4 separate regions of the Mus musculus genome follow, and all the other regions are linked to region 3. A link is a contact called in public HiChIP or PLAC-seq and Micro-C data. All regions are on one chromosome and are shown on one strand. The core of a region is the stretch at or near the end of the contact, and the rest is flanking DNA. Distances in the headings are between cores, read along the strand shown. Region 1 overlaps Gm39724 (a long non-coding RNA gene). Region 2 has its middle 21 kb from the start of Gm33973. Region 3 has its middle 69 kb from the start of Gm34177. Region 4 overlaps Mark1 (MAP/microtubule affinity regulating kinase 1).

Region 1 (3,038 bases), core at 459-2,958, 600 kb after region 3:
CAGGAATAGAGCCATAGCTATGATACAAATGTCGACAAGAATCCATTCGTTTATGATTTCACTTATTCATAAGTCAGCCAGGGGTTATCAAATAGCTGAATACATGTCAAGGCTAAAACTCAGGAACAGGAGCTATAAGTAGATAGATGGATAGATAGATAGATAGATAGATAGATAGATAGATAGATAGATAGATAGATGAGATAAGAGAGAGATAGTGCATACATAGATACATAGATTATGGATAGACAGATAATAAATAGATGGATAGAGGATGGATACATAAATACATGGATGGATAGATAGGTGGTAGATAGATAGATAGATAGATAGATAGATAGATAGATAGATAGATGGTGTATACATAGATAGATTATGGATAGAGAGAGAGATAGAAAGAAAGAGATAGAGAGATATAGAGAGAGATAGGTAGATAGATGACAGATAGATAGATAGATAGATAGATAGATAGATAATAGATGGATAGAGGATGGATACATAGATACATAAATACATAGATGGATAGATAGATGATAGATTATGGGTAGATTATTTATAGATAGATAGATAGATAGATAGATAGATAGATAGATAATAGATGGATAGAGGATGGATACATAGATACATAAATACATAGATGGATAGATAGATGATAGATTATGGGTAGATTATTTATAGATAGATAGATAGATAGATAGATAGATAGATAGATAGATAGATAGATAGATAGATTATGGATAGATAGAGGATGGATACATAGATACATAAATACATAGATGGATAGATGATAGATTATGGATAGATAGATAGATAGATAGATAGATAGATAGATAGATAGAGGATGGATACATAAATACATAGATGGATAGATAAATGATAGATTATGGATAGATAGATAGATAGATAGATAGATAGATAGATAGATAGATAGATAGATAGAGGCAGAGCAAGCACAGTCCCTAGCAGAAGGAAATCAATCTAGTTGAGGTGTAAGATGAACAGACAAATACAATGTGATGAGTTCATGTCTGACCCTGAGTCAGGCACGGGGCACTGAGGAATCCCCAGCTATTTGGGGACAATGCCACCACCTTCTGAGAAAGCCTGCTCTGATCTGAGCTTACCTCCTGCAGCAGCCTGGCCACTCAGTGAGAAGGGCAAGGATTCCCAGGAGGGAGCCTGTCTTAAGCCCACTCAGGGTCACACTTGTGGCCCTCAGTGGCCTGTCACTCTCACATGGCAGTGGTCCATCCCTCTCACGTGGCACTCTAGGTTCTACAGAAGCTTCTGTCGTGCCCTCTCCTCACTTCAAACAAATTAACTTACAGAAAAGTAAACGTATTTGTCTGCAAAGAAAATCCAGATGCTGCTCCCAACGGTCAAAGTTCCAAGGTCAGATCAAATAAGCAAGTCTGAACTTCAGAGAGACACAGCTCAGTGCAAGGACGGCTCATCCACTATCGCCAAGGCCCTGAGGAGCTCTCTGTACCCCTGACCCTTCCTAGCCTCCTATAGATATCCATGACAGAAATACATTTCCCTGAGGCCAGCCTTCAATGGATCTATTTCCTGTTGATAGTAGAACAATAAACCCTTCAAACACTAGGTGTCAGGGACACTCTTGTTTCTGATCTGTAGACCCAGGCTCTGCCTGGGTAACTAGCATTCCTAGTAGTGTTCAGGTGACACGGATATGGTTAGCACTGATGTCACTGTAGGACACAGGTCCCTTTTACACATTCTAGCTCTTGTCATAGACAATTAACAATGCAGAGAGGAAGTGACTCACTAGACAATTCACTGGAGTGGAAGTTTCGGTCAATAACTGGCCAGGTCAACCCTGACTCTATACCAGGAACGCGCAGTAAGCATCTACCTCTCTGAGACAGAACATGGGATGATTGGACACCACCCAGAAAGTCCAGCTAAAATTGATCAAAGACACTACTTGGGCCAACGGCATGTTCATTTTCCTATGAGTAGCAAAGTGTGGGGAAGGCATCTGTTGGCCTCTTCTTTGCAGACCTTGACTGCCTTGAACAACAGGATTATCATTCCTCAGCTGGCCAGACTACCTTTCTGCCAGCCCGCGCCATCTTGAACACTCTCCACATTAAGTCGAGAACACATGAGCCTAGCCTACTGTGTGATTCTCGAAGGCACAGCCTCAGCAGGGACTATTTGAAATAGTTTATTCCTGGCCTTTGATATCATGACCACCTATGAACTCTAGCCTACCCTGAGCAGAGAGGGGAACGCCTCCTCCGACAGTCTAGCTGATGAACTGCTATGACAGGGCTAAGAAAGAAGGCTGGGATGGATCTAAAACGCAAACCTCAGTGACTGTCACTGATGTTCAGAAGCCAGGCTGTGATCAACTCAAACAAACATCTGTGATAGGTAAAAACCAGCTGTGACTGGTCCAGAGTGGCTGTAATCAGTTCAAAACTCTTTCCTGGGCTATATAAGCAGATTGCTAATGCCCGGTTGGTTATTTCGCTAGGAGACACTCACTGCTGCTGCCTGCCTTGGTGTTAAAGCTTTAGCCTAATGAATCTCTAGGATGCTTTTCTCTTGCTTACTTCCAGTAGCGTGGGCTGAGCTGGTAACAAGAAGAAAGATGGCTGAGTATGGTGGCAACATCAGAAGAGAAGTGACCCAGAAAGCCAGGGAGCTGGCATGGCAGCCGTGAAAGCAACATGGCAGCCAGCTGCATCTCAGCTGAAGACACAGCAGGTTCCCAGCTCCCAAGGGGCCTGCCTGATCAGGTGCCCCAGTCAGTCCTGGTAGAGTTTGTTACTCCCAAGTTACTCCAGTCTAACTGGGTTATGGAAGGAGCCAAGTGGTCGGCCAAACAGCCCAGGAGCAATCACGGCAGGAAGTAGACATCAGAAATAGACATGAAGTCACAATGTGCCCTAGCTGCAAACACAGCAAGGCCAGCTTAGCTGACCGACGGCTAAAGAAGAGGCAGTTGAGCCATTGAAGTAAGGCAGGGTAGGATAAAGGTTGGCAGAACTGGACTGCTGACAAGAGAG
Region 2 (2,820 bases), core at 312-2,811, 690 kb after region 3:
GTGGTTGATATGTGTGAGCTCTCAGCAACCTGCTTCTTCCACCGTACCCTTTGTTTGGCGCCATACTATCTCAACATGAGGGACTCTTATCCCTTGGGAACCATAAGCCAAAATAAACTATCTTCCTTGCGTTGCCCCATCATGGTGTTTTATCAGAGCAGCAGAAAAGTGATCAATACAGTGCCTGCAGTAGGAGCCCATTCTGTTCAGTCCGGCTCTGGAAGTTACCACCCGCTCTGTTCATATCTCACCCGTGAAGACACTTCTAGAGAGCTGCCAAGGCAGAACACAAGTCAGCCTATCCCAGGCTCCTCCCCCGCGCTCACTATAACCAAGGCACAGGCTGTCTGAGGACTTTGACTCTTCACTGGATCCCAAGCAAAGCTACTGCCTGTCAGTAGATAGAGACCCAGGCTCCAAGCCCTGAGAGTCAGGATTCCTTTGACCCTGACATAGGGAGTTGGTCTTTGCAAAATAAATCTCCCAAAACTCAGATTCCTCATGCAAACTCTCGAGTGTGTTACAGAGATGGCAAGGGGAAATTCAAAGAGCAACCACGGTTGCTGTAGTACCAAGTGTTAGGTCAGACCAAGCATAGAAATCACCTAAGGGCTTTACTTACCCAGTGATGAGGGTAAGGGAGGAGGGGCGTTGCTGGAGTGTGGAATCTTGCCTAGCGATCTGCAAAGGGATTTAATTTCTCAGAGACTGAAAAGAGCTAATGGCCAAGCAGGTAGTATCCTAAGGACCCTGTGTCAAGAACAGGGCAAAGACGGGGTGAAACTGGAGGAAAGGGACCATACAGTGACGAGACAAGGTATTGAGAGGGCAGTGTCCCCTGTCCCAGTCAGAATGGCCAGAGGCTCCAGGAGGACCCATGAGGAGGGAGCATTCATATTCTGACTGTCTTCTGCCCACTTCAGAGCAGCTGGCCTTGCTCATGCTTCCCTGAAATGACTGTAGCTCCTTGGAACCAGTCAGGTTCCCTGGCACCTGGCCCTGGAGAGAGCCACACCTTTTCAAGCACTTTGAACTCCCCAGAGCCTGCACCATCACTCTCTCCTTTATCTCCCCAGAGCCAGCATCCTGGTTACAGAGATTTTCATTAATCATCCAAAAGTCATCCCTGACCTGCAGGGACATCATGGCCACCTCTAAGAACCCTCTGTCCAGCCACAGTCATTACTAGAAACGCACAAAATCGCCACATACATTTTCATTTGCTCAAGGCAGTTGTTCTTTACGAGCATTGGTGAAAACAAAGGTCCCATTATGTCCGAGTTAATCCTCTGCGCACATTGACACAAAGAACCACAGATGCTCCTCAGAGGCATCTACAAGAGACCCGCTGTAGCCTGTAGCATAGAGGGCTGACCAAATTAACATTTCAGTGAGGCATCCACAGTTAGAATTTCCATCACAGCTAGTCCTACCATGTACCCTAAAGCATCACATCTGGATGAATCCCAAAGTGAGTCACAATCTGCCTAGGCGTTGCTCATTCAGCAACCAAAATAGACTACCATTAGGTAACCCCAACCAGTGTGTTCCAGCCTCCATTTATGACTGAAGGAATATGACCTGAGGGATGGCTCATATCGTGGCAATCAGCTCTGACTCACCTCCCCTTGCAGTCAATCTGCTCACTCTCTCAGGAGTACTTTTTGACCAGAAATTTCTCCACTGCCTTCCCACACGCAGGGGTAGCCAGCTTGGTCATACATGGGAACCATTGTGGCTACAAAGCCCTGTAACAGAGAGAGGCAGATGTGGATTTATTCTGCTGATATGGCTTCTTCTAAGATGTTAAAGAAGAGTAGAACCTCACACTTTTCTTCTCTTCATAGGGAGGGGTAGGGATGGGTCGCTGTGAGCCTTTTGACAGAGAAAGCAAGTGAAACATTGAGAGCAGAAAAGACTGCAGATAAGGAGGGCATGGTCACCTCGGCCTCTCCTCAGGAGAAAGATGCTCCCAGCAGATAAGGAGGGCATGGTCACCTCAGCCTCTCCTCAGGGGAAAGATGCTCCCAGTCATGAGGGCAATGAGGGGCTTCTCAGAGAGGCTTCCTTTTGGCTTAAAGGGAGTTCAGAAGAGAGAGCTGAAGCAGTATCCTCCCTCACACCTTCTAATCCCTCTACATTCTAAATTCATCTCCACAAAATAAATTTGATCCAATAACAGCAATGTCTGCTTCTCTTACTATAGCTTAAGGAGGTGCCGAGGTTACCGTTTTAATGTACCAGTGGAGTCAAGATGCTAATGTCAGTCAAGAGTGACTTGCAACTATTAGGAAAGAAAAGTCTGTGAAGGAAAAAACATTATTTCTCAGCTCCAAATGATTCCAATTGGCTAGATGGCTTATATCCACAAATCTGAACAAGGCTGTCATTCAGTTAGTCTCGGTGACCTGTAAGCCCAGTGGGCCAAAGAGCAACAGAGGAGAAATATGATGCCTCAGAGCCAATGGTTGAGGCTGAGAGCTGCCTGCATATGGACCAGGCAGGATCTGAGGGCCAGTTGAAAAGCCAGTGATATTACATGGGAGAAACTTGGGTAGAGAAGCTGCAGCTTTGCAAAGCCAGAGAGATGGTTTTGAGCAGTGGTTCTTAACCATCCAAATGCTGCCACCCTTTAATACAGTTTCTCATATTGTGGTGACCCCCCAACCATAAAATTGTTTTGTTGCTACTTCATAACTATAATTTTGCTACTGTTGTAAATCATAATGTAAATATCTGATATGCAGGATATCTGATATGCAACCCCCAAAGAGGGGTCATGACCCATAGGTTAAGAACTACTGGTTTTGAGTTATACTT
Region 3 (3,127 bases), core at 176-2,675:
GGCCTGCGAGCATGAAAAGGTATGTTTGCATAACCAATATGTTCGAGGTAGCTGTATACAACTCAAATGTCCTTCAGTAGAAAGAAGGCAGCCTGCACTGCACATAAATGCTGGGGGTAAAAGGAGCCAGTCTCAAGCTGTAACGTGCTATGAGAACAGTGACAGTCGTGAACTGCAGGTACAGGAGAGATGTGGCCATGAAGGACAATACCAAAGAGGTGCTGCCACCATGCTGGACCCCAGGTGTGGCCATGATACATCTTATTGAAATCTGTAGGACTGTACCTCACAGGGAAGGGAAATCAGGCATTCTCACAGACCTGGACACTCAGAGTCAGCTTCTCGGTCAGACTGATGATACCCTGTCACTAACACAGCATGCGTGAGCAGGAGCCGAGAGGGACGTGTGAGGCCCGTGGGTCTGATGATGACTTGGGAAGAGGTCTTGACACGGGGCAGGGAGGTGAGACAGACAGTAGATGGGGCCTGTGTGATTGAAAGGCAGGGATTTGGATGAGAAAGAAGCCTGGTCCCTGGGGCCTGTGAGCAGGTAGATGCCAGCTGGACCAAGTAGGAATGTGTCTTCTGTTGTGACTTTGCAACTGTGTTGCTTCACTTTGAGCAAACTGTTACTTCCAATCGGATAATGGCATTCGCTAGACTATAGGCAGACTGGAATAGGATCTGTGTGCAATTCCTCTTACATGGATAGCATTCTGATGCATCCCTCACGAAGCAGTAAGTGAATGACAGCTGGCACCAGAGCACTTTAATCCTCACGGGCCTTTACAGTGCTGCGTTCTGTTAATGAATGTGTGTTCATTAGTGCAGCTGCCTTCCAGCCATTGGGAAGCAGGGTGTGTGCTCTACCAACATGAGTAGAGTCTGTCACCAGGCTATTTGTGTGGCTCTCCTCAGGAGAAAGTCCCTAAAAGTGAGTCATGGCGATGGGTCACGTCCTATTTCATTGGTCTTTGAAACCAAAGCCTATGGCATGTCCTCTTGATGGTATCTACAGGAAATACCAGGGATGCCAGGGCAGATCTGGGAGAAGAGCACGCATCTGCCACGCTAAGCCACCAGGCAGCCACTCAATGGGTGTGTTTGCAGCACCATGGAGACCACGCTGGTCATTTCCCAGGGAACACAGTCCAAATCCAGAGCCCTGATCTGGATGGAAATACCGAGAATGCTAGGAAAGCAGATTGCTACATTAAGCCGGGCCTCAGTTTCCCCATCTGTGAGACAGAAGCCAGCACCACAACCTGGTGTGAATTTATGACAATCAAGGCCCTTGCTTAGAAGTTACTTCTGTGCCTGTCAGGGTGAAAACGAAAGTTGAAGTCAGCATTTCACTAGGGGGTTCAGCCTCTGAGATCTCTCAGCACAGCATGTTCCTGTGTGGAAGGGACTTTCCTAAAGTGAGGGCTGGGTATTTTAAGCAAAGGCACCCAGCTGTGAGACTACCAGGCTTGTTTCTCCAGTTGCTTCTCACTGGACCTGATTTCACTTGCATTTATTTCTGGAGAGCAGCTTCTAGTCTCTTCCCCTTCCCCTTCCCTTGCCCCTGCTGTTTCACAGCTGCCCTTTCAGCTTCTCCCTCCAATTCCCTGGGTCACAAGTGTTCTGCATCAAGGCGTGCCTGACTAATTAGCATCCATGTGTGATGTTGGGAGAAAGAACCCCAGAGAAAAAGCTGTAGGCCTATTTCTGCCAAATTGGAGTTGACCTAGCTTGGACAACTCTCCAGCATGCTCAGTCTTGACTCTTGATCCAGGTGCCATGGGGTCTTGGAAGAAGCCCCAGGAAGTATAGAGCCCTGTATACTTCCTATTCTAGAAGACAGGAGGGCTTCCTTTGTTTAGCAAGCTTCTTCTAAACTCTCCACCATCTTCAGACTCGAGGTCATGTGTGTCTCCTACCACCATAAGACTTTGCACCAGGGATACAGTGAGCATTTATCTAGTTAGTCATTAGTTATTGAGTGCCTACTGTGTGCAAGGGACTGAACTAAGAGCCAACCAGAGAGACTTATGGGGCAAACAGAATTTTATCCTGCAGGGAACTAAAGTAGGACAAGAAAGGAAACCTGGGCAGCAAAGAAAAGATCTTGACAGCAGCAAAGCAAAGGGCCAGTGAGGAGGCTCTAGGGTTCGAACAGTGGAGCATCTGAGTCCATTCTAAAAAGGACCGGAAACAGGCTCTCAGGGGAACATTTCTACATCAGTGTTTCGCATAGCTAAAAACACCACAGACTCGACTCAAGTACAAACTGATAGATGGGCAGATAAAGAAAGCCAAGCGTTATTCAGCTTCTGAGAGCAAGGGAAATTTGTAATACGCTGTGCGTGCCTCCTGGGGGCCTAGGAGGAGAACAGAAAGGGTGGTTCCTGTTTAGTGGTGTCGGGGTTTGGATTTATGAGAGACAAAGGTTGTAAAGGTGCAGGATAGTGACACATGAGACCTTCTAAGTGTGTGACGTCACTCAACGGTGTTCTTACAAATAGAGGTGGCTGTGTGTCTTTTAGAAGTTAAAAAAGTAGAAAAGGAAAAACATGCATAGTAGAGGAACTCAAAACCCAAACCCTACCTTGTCCCCGTGGGCTCCGTTCATCCCGAGCGAAATGAAGAGAGATTACACTTTGTGGCTTTGTTGCAGGTAATGACAACATATGCAACCCACTTGACACAAGGCAGGAAACAGTGAACAGAAATTGTTATGATCAACTTTGGCTGGCCCATAGTGAATGTCTGAGGAACTTTGATGGTTAGTTCTAACTGTCAACTTGACACAACCTGGGACCATCCAGGAAGAGAGTCTTGGTGAAGGATTAGCTAGAGCAAGGTCGTTTGCAAGTAAATCTATGGGAGAGTGTCTTGACTGTTAGTTGATGTGAGAAGACTCAGTCCACTCTGGGTGGCACCATTCCTTAGGCAAGAGATCGTTTTGTTTGTTTTTAACTGGGTTAGTGAGGGCAGGGGTCTTGGTAGCAGTAAATCTACGTGTATTTATTCTCTATCATCTCTTGACGACAGTGTCGTTACTGCCTTGACTTCCCTATAAGTGAACTATAATTTCAAGCTACAATAAATTCATGCTCCTGTCAGACGGCTTAACAGTGTGATT
Region 4 (3,200 bases), core at 352-2,851, 650 kb before region 3:
TGGTGACCAGGGGAAGTGGGATAAGCCCTGATTTCTCACAGATGCCTGCATGTATAAGGTGACCTATCAGAGAGACCTAGTCAAGAGACTCAGGGAATGGCTCAAATAGTTATTTCTAGCCTCTTTTGACTGTTCTCCTTGGACTTCAAATGACCACTGGGCACTTTAATTTCTTATTAATGCAAATACAAAGTCCAGGCATATACTAAAATCAAATATGAATTACATTGGAAGTAAACTGTTGAAGCTACTATGACTGGAAAGGTCAGGTTCACAGCCCCTACCAGAGCCATTAACTGTGCACTTCATCCTCTGAGCCTCAGTTTTCCTGTCTGTAAAATGTGGATAGTAACACTCAGCTCTTGGGGTCATTCATTGAAAAGGTTTAATATGTTAAACCTTGACCCTGCCTTACAATAGCTGCTAATGGGTCACTGCGCACGCTGCTGCTGTAGTGAACAGTGCCAGTCCCGAATCCCACCGCAGTGCCAGGGTTCACTCAGAGCTTCACAGCAGCACACGGCTGCAGACTGCAGAGAGCTTGTGTCTGTAAGCTTACCATGGTCAGGGCTGAAGGAAGTCATTTTCTAATCAGAGCCAACAGAATAAAGTGTGTTTTGTAAGTGCGGAAAAGCAAACAAAACAGTGTAATTTTAGTTGCAATTGTAAAATATGCTTAATAGCCCCTGTGTGCACATACATACCTGTACATGTATACACACACACACACACACGTGTGTGTGTGTGTGTGTGTGTGTGTGTGTGTGTGTGTGTGTGTAAGGCTTTAGATTTCATCCTGCCTGAATACCCATGGTGTCCTTGACCTTGGTTTTTCCACCTGGAGACGCATGTTAATGCATCCCGTGTTTGAGGCAATGGTTAGACAAGTAACCTGGTGTGTGGAACATGTCTGCTGTGCAGTTGCCATGTTTGAAGTCTCTTTTTAGTTTTGATTGTTCCTCATACAACATGGAATCGTTTTGTGACCTCTCTTCTCACAGTTCGAAGGTGGTGAGTCACTGTCCAGTGGGAGCTTGTGCCAGCGGTCGCGGCCGAGCAGCGACCTGAACAACAGCACCCTTCAGTCGCCTGCTCACCTGAAGGTCCAGCGGAGCATCTCGGCCAACCAGAAGCAGAGGCGCTTCAGCGACCACGGTGGGGAGCAAGTCTAAGAAGGGGGCATTCTGGCCCTGCCTAGTGTGCGCTGCCCAGCATGCTCTCATGTCCTCTCTCCCGGGGCCTTCTCAGACGGGCATCGCTGGGTGACTGACCGATCATAGGGTCTCTTCTGTGGGACCTGAACCAACTTAATTTCTCCTATAATCGATTTAATCTTAGTGGCGAGTGTAAAGCACACAGTGTGGATGTTGTTAGCATAGGAGGGTTCTATTGGCAGGAAGTATATGAGTTCTTTCCCAGCTAACCTTGCTGTTTGTACACATTGCAGCCGGCCCCTCCATCCCCCCTGCCGTCTCATACACCAAGAGGCCTCAGGCCAACAGCGTGGAGAGTGAACAGAAGGAGGAGTGGGGCAAAGACACAGCCCGCAGACTTGGCAGCACCACAGTGGGATCAAAGAGCGAAGTCACAGCCAGCCCCTTGGTGGGGCCAGACAGGAAAAAGTCCACAGCGAGCCCAAGTGTGAGTCAGAGCTCTCCTGTGTCAACACTTACACTCATGTGTCAGAAGTTTTTTTTATAAAATCTTGTCTTTTGTCTTTTTAAATGGTTCAAAGTGAATCATAATTTAAAAACCATGAGAAGGGGGGCAGGCAGACATCTTGTGAATGTAATAGAAGAAACATTGCAGAGAATTCTGTGTTGTTGTCATTGTCCTTGTTTGGAAGGCAGTTTCACTGGATAGCCCAGGCTGTCCTGGAACTCACAGCAACAGCAGTCCTACCTCAGCCTCTCAGCGCTGGAGTCTAGGCGAGAGGCCTGCTCCCAGCTCCCGTTCCTCAGCAAAGCATAGCCTCTCTTCAGAGTGCTACACTATATCCCTGCTCCTTTTGTCCTGCTTTTGTGATATTTATTTGATATAAATTGGTGAATTTAATCTTACATTTACAGGTAAACTGCTGTCTAAGGGCAGACTCATTAAAAATTTGCCAGCTTTCCTCCTGTGAGGTCTCCTAAAATGCCACACTCTAGAAATTAAATCAGGCACCAGAAGAGAGGCCACAGTAGTGTCCTGTAAGATAGCAGGAAGAAGAAAGATTAAAAAGTGTGTGTGGGGGGCAGGGGGTGAGTGAGAACAGGGTGGGTGAAATCTGGAGGTGAGTGAGGACAGGGTGGGTGAAATCTGGAGGTGAGTGAGGACAGGGTGGGTGAAATCTGGAGGTGAGTGAGGACAGAAAGCAAGGTGAGGAGTGGTTAGCCTTGTCGGTAGGAGAGCTGACGGCCATGAAGGAGCAGAGTTAAGTTACTTTCCGATATTTCATCAACAGTTTGCATATTAGAAGATGCAGTCGCATTTCGAAACTGTTGGAGAAGGAGAAAAACACTTTAGGCCTAGAATTTTATATCTAAACATGCTAACTATATTCTTAGGCATAAAATGTGTCAGCTGTTTGGCTACGCATTGACTATTTAAAACACTGCACTACTTAGGGTATCCTCACAAGAAGAGAAGATAACATGTTGCTGTAAAATATAGAAGCTAAAAGTAATCCAGTAACTTAGCAAGGGCCAGGAAGATGGCTCAGTGGATAAGGATGCTTGCCGCCATGCCTGACAAACTTGAGTTTCATCTGGGACCCCAGAGTGAGAAAATTGTCCTCTGATCTCTACACATGTACACACACACACACATGCACACCCATCACCCACCAACACACCTTCCTCTCAAACGGTATGGTTTCTGGTGCCAGTATTCTGTGTGGTAATTGAGACAATACTTTTTTCAAATATATAATCAGCTTAGCACTTCCTAGTCTAAAAAGTAGATGTGCATGCCACTTTCCACGTGGGAAGTATATCAAGTCTGCAGGGATGGCTCAGTGATCAAGAGCACGCACTCTTACAGAAGACCTGGTTTGGTTCCATATGGTGGCGCACAGCCAGAACTCCAGCTCAGGGGCTCCAACAGCCACCTCTGGCCTCCATGTGATATACCTACGTGCATGCAGGCAAAGTGTGCATACACAGAAAATGAAAATAGATAATGGTGGCATGACTGTTTGCCCTCTTCTACCTCATCTA

Evidence for each region. A called contact is a pair of places that touch in the nucleus more often than the background predicts. HiChIP or PLAC-seq counts read pairs in DNA pulled down with a chosen protein or histone mark.
Region 1: a contact with region 3 is called in a FOXA1 HiChIP or PLAC-seq map of pancreatic cancer cells. The contact joins two enhancer-like sites. A contact is called at or near these places in 1 of 15 datasets of contacts at CTCF or cohesin (pro-B cells) and 1 of 115 datasets of contacts at active chromatin or transcription factors (pancreatic cancer cells).
Region 2: a Micro-C map of the HL-1 cell line shows a contact between it and region 3, with 1.9 times the contacts expected there. The contact joins two enhancer-like sites. A contact is called at or near these places in 1 of 15 datasets of contacts at CTCF or cohesin (large pre-B cells) and 2 of 484 Hi-C or Micro-C datasets (B cells and the HL-1 cell line).
Region 4: a contact with region 3 is called in a FOXA1 HiChIP or PLAC-seq map of pancreatic cancer cells. The contact joins two enhancer-like sites.

Annotation. Positions count from the first base shown.
Region 1 is chr1:183,657,476-183,660,513 of GRCm38.p6, reverse strand. All of the region lies in intron 2 of Gm39724 (a long non-coding RNA gene), which reads right to left. Among named protein-coding and RNA genes, the nearest start is that of Gm39724, 28 kb to the right of the region's middle. Within about 2 kb of position 1,708, at least 8 of the 459 cell types and tissues checked have an H3K27ac peak or open chromatin away from gene starts, as enhancers often do. A contact at or near this core is called in pancreatic cancer cells, where this site is marked.
Region 2 is chr1:183,572,567-183,575,386 of GRCm38.p6, reverse strand. No RefSeq gene overlaps it. Among named protein-coding and RNA genes, the nearest start is that of Gm33973, 21 kb to the right of the region's middle. Within about 2 kb of position 1,561, at least 73 of the 459 cell types and tissues checked have an H3K27ac peak or open chromatin away from gene starts, as enhancers often do. A contact at or near this core is called in the HL-1 cell line, where this site is marked.
Region 3 is chr1:184,259,214-184,262,340 of GRCm38.p6, reverse strand. No RefSeq gene overlaps it. Among named protein-coding and RNA genes, the nearest start is that of Gm34177, 69 kb to the left of the region's middle. Within about 2 kb of position 1,425, at least 82 of the 459 cell types and tissues checked have an H3K27ac peak or open chromatin away from gene starts, as enhancers often do. A contact at or near this core is called in the HL-1 cell line and pancreatic cancer cells, where this site is marked.
Region 4 is chr1:184,910,437-184,913,636 of GRCm38.p6, reverse strand. Mark1 (MAP/microtubule affinity regulating kinase 1) reads left to right here. Exons shown (of 18, transcript NM_145515.2): 12 at 1,002-1,155; 13 at 1,448-1,641. Among named protein-coding and RNA genes, the nearest start is that of C130074G19Rik, 29 kb to the right of the region's middle. Within about 2 kb of position 1,601, at least 37 of the 459 cell types and tissues checked have an H3K27ac peak or open chromatin away from gene starts, as enhancers often do. A contact at or near this core is called in pancreatic cancer cells, where this site is marked.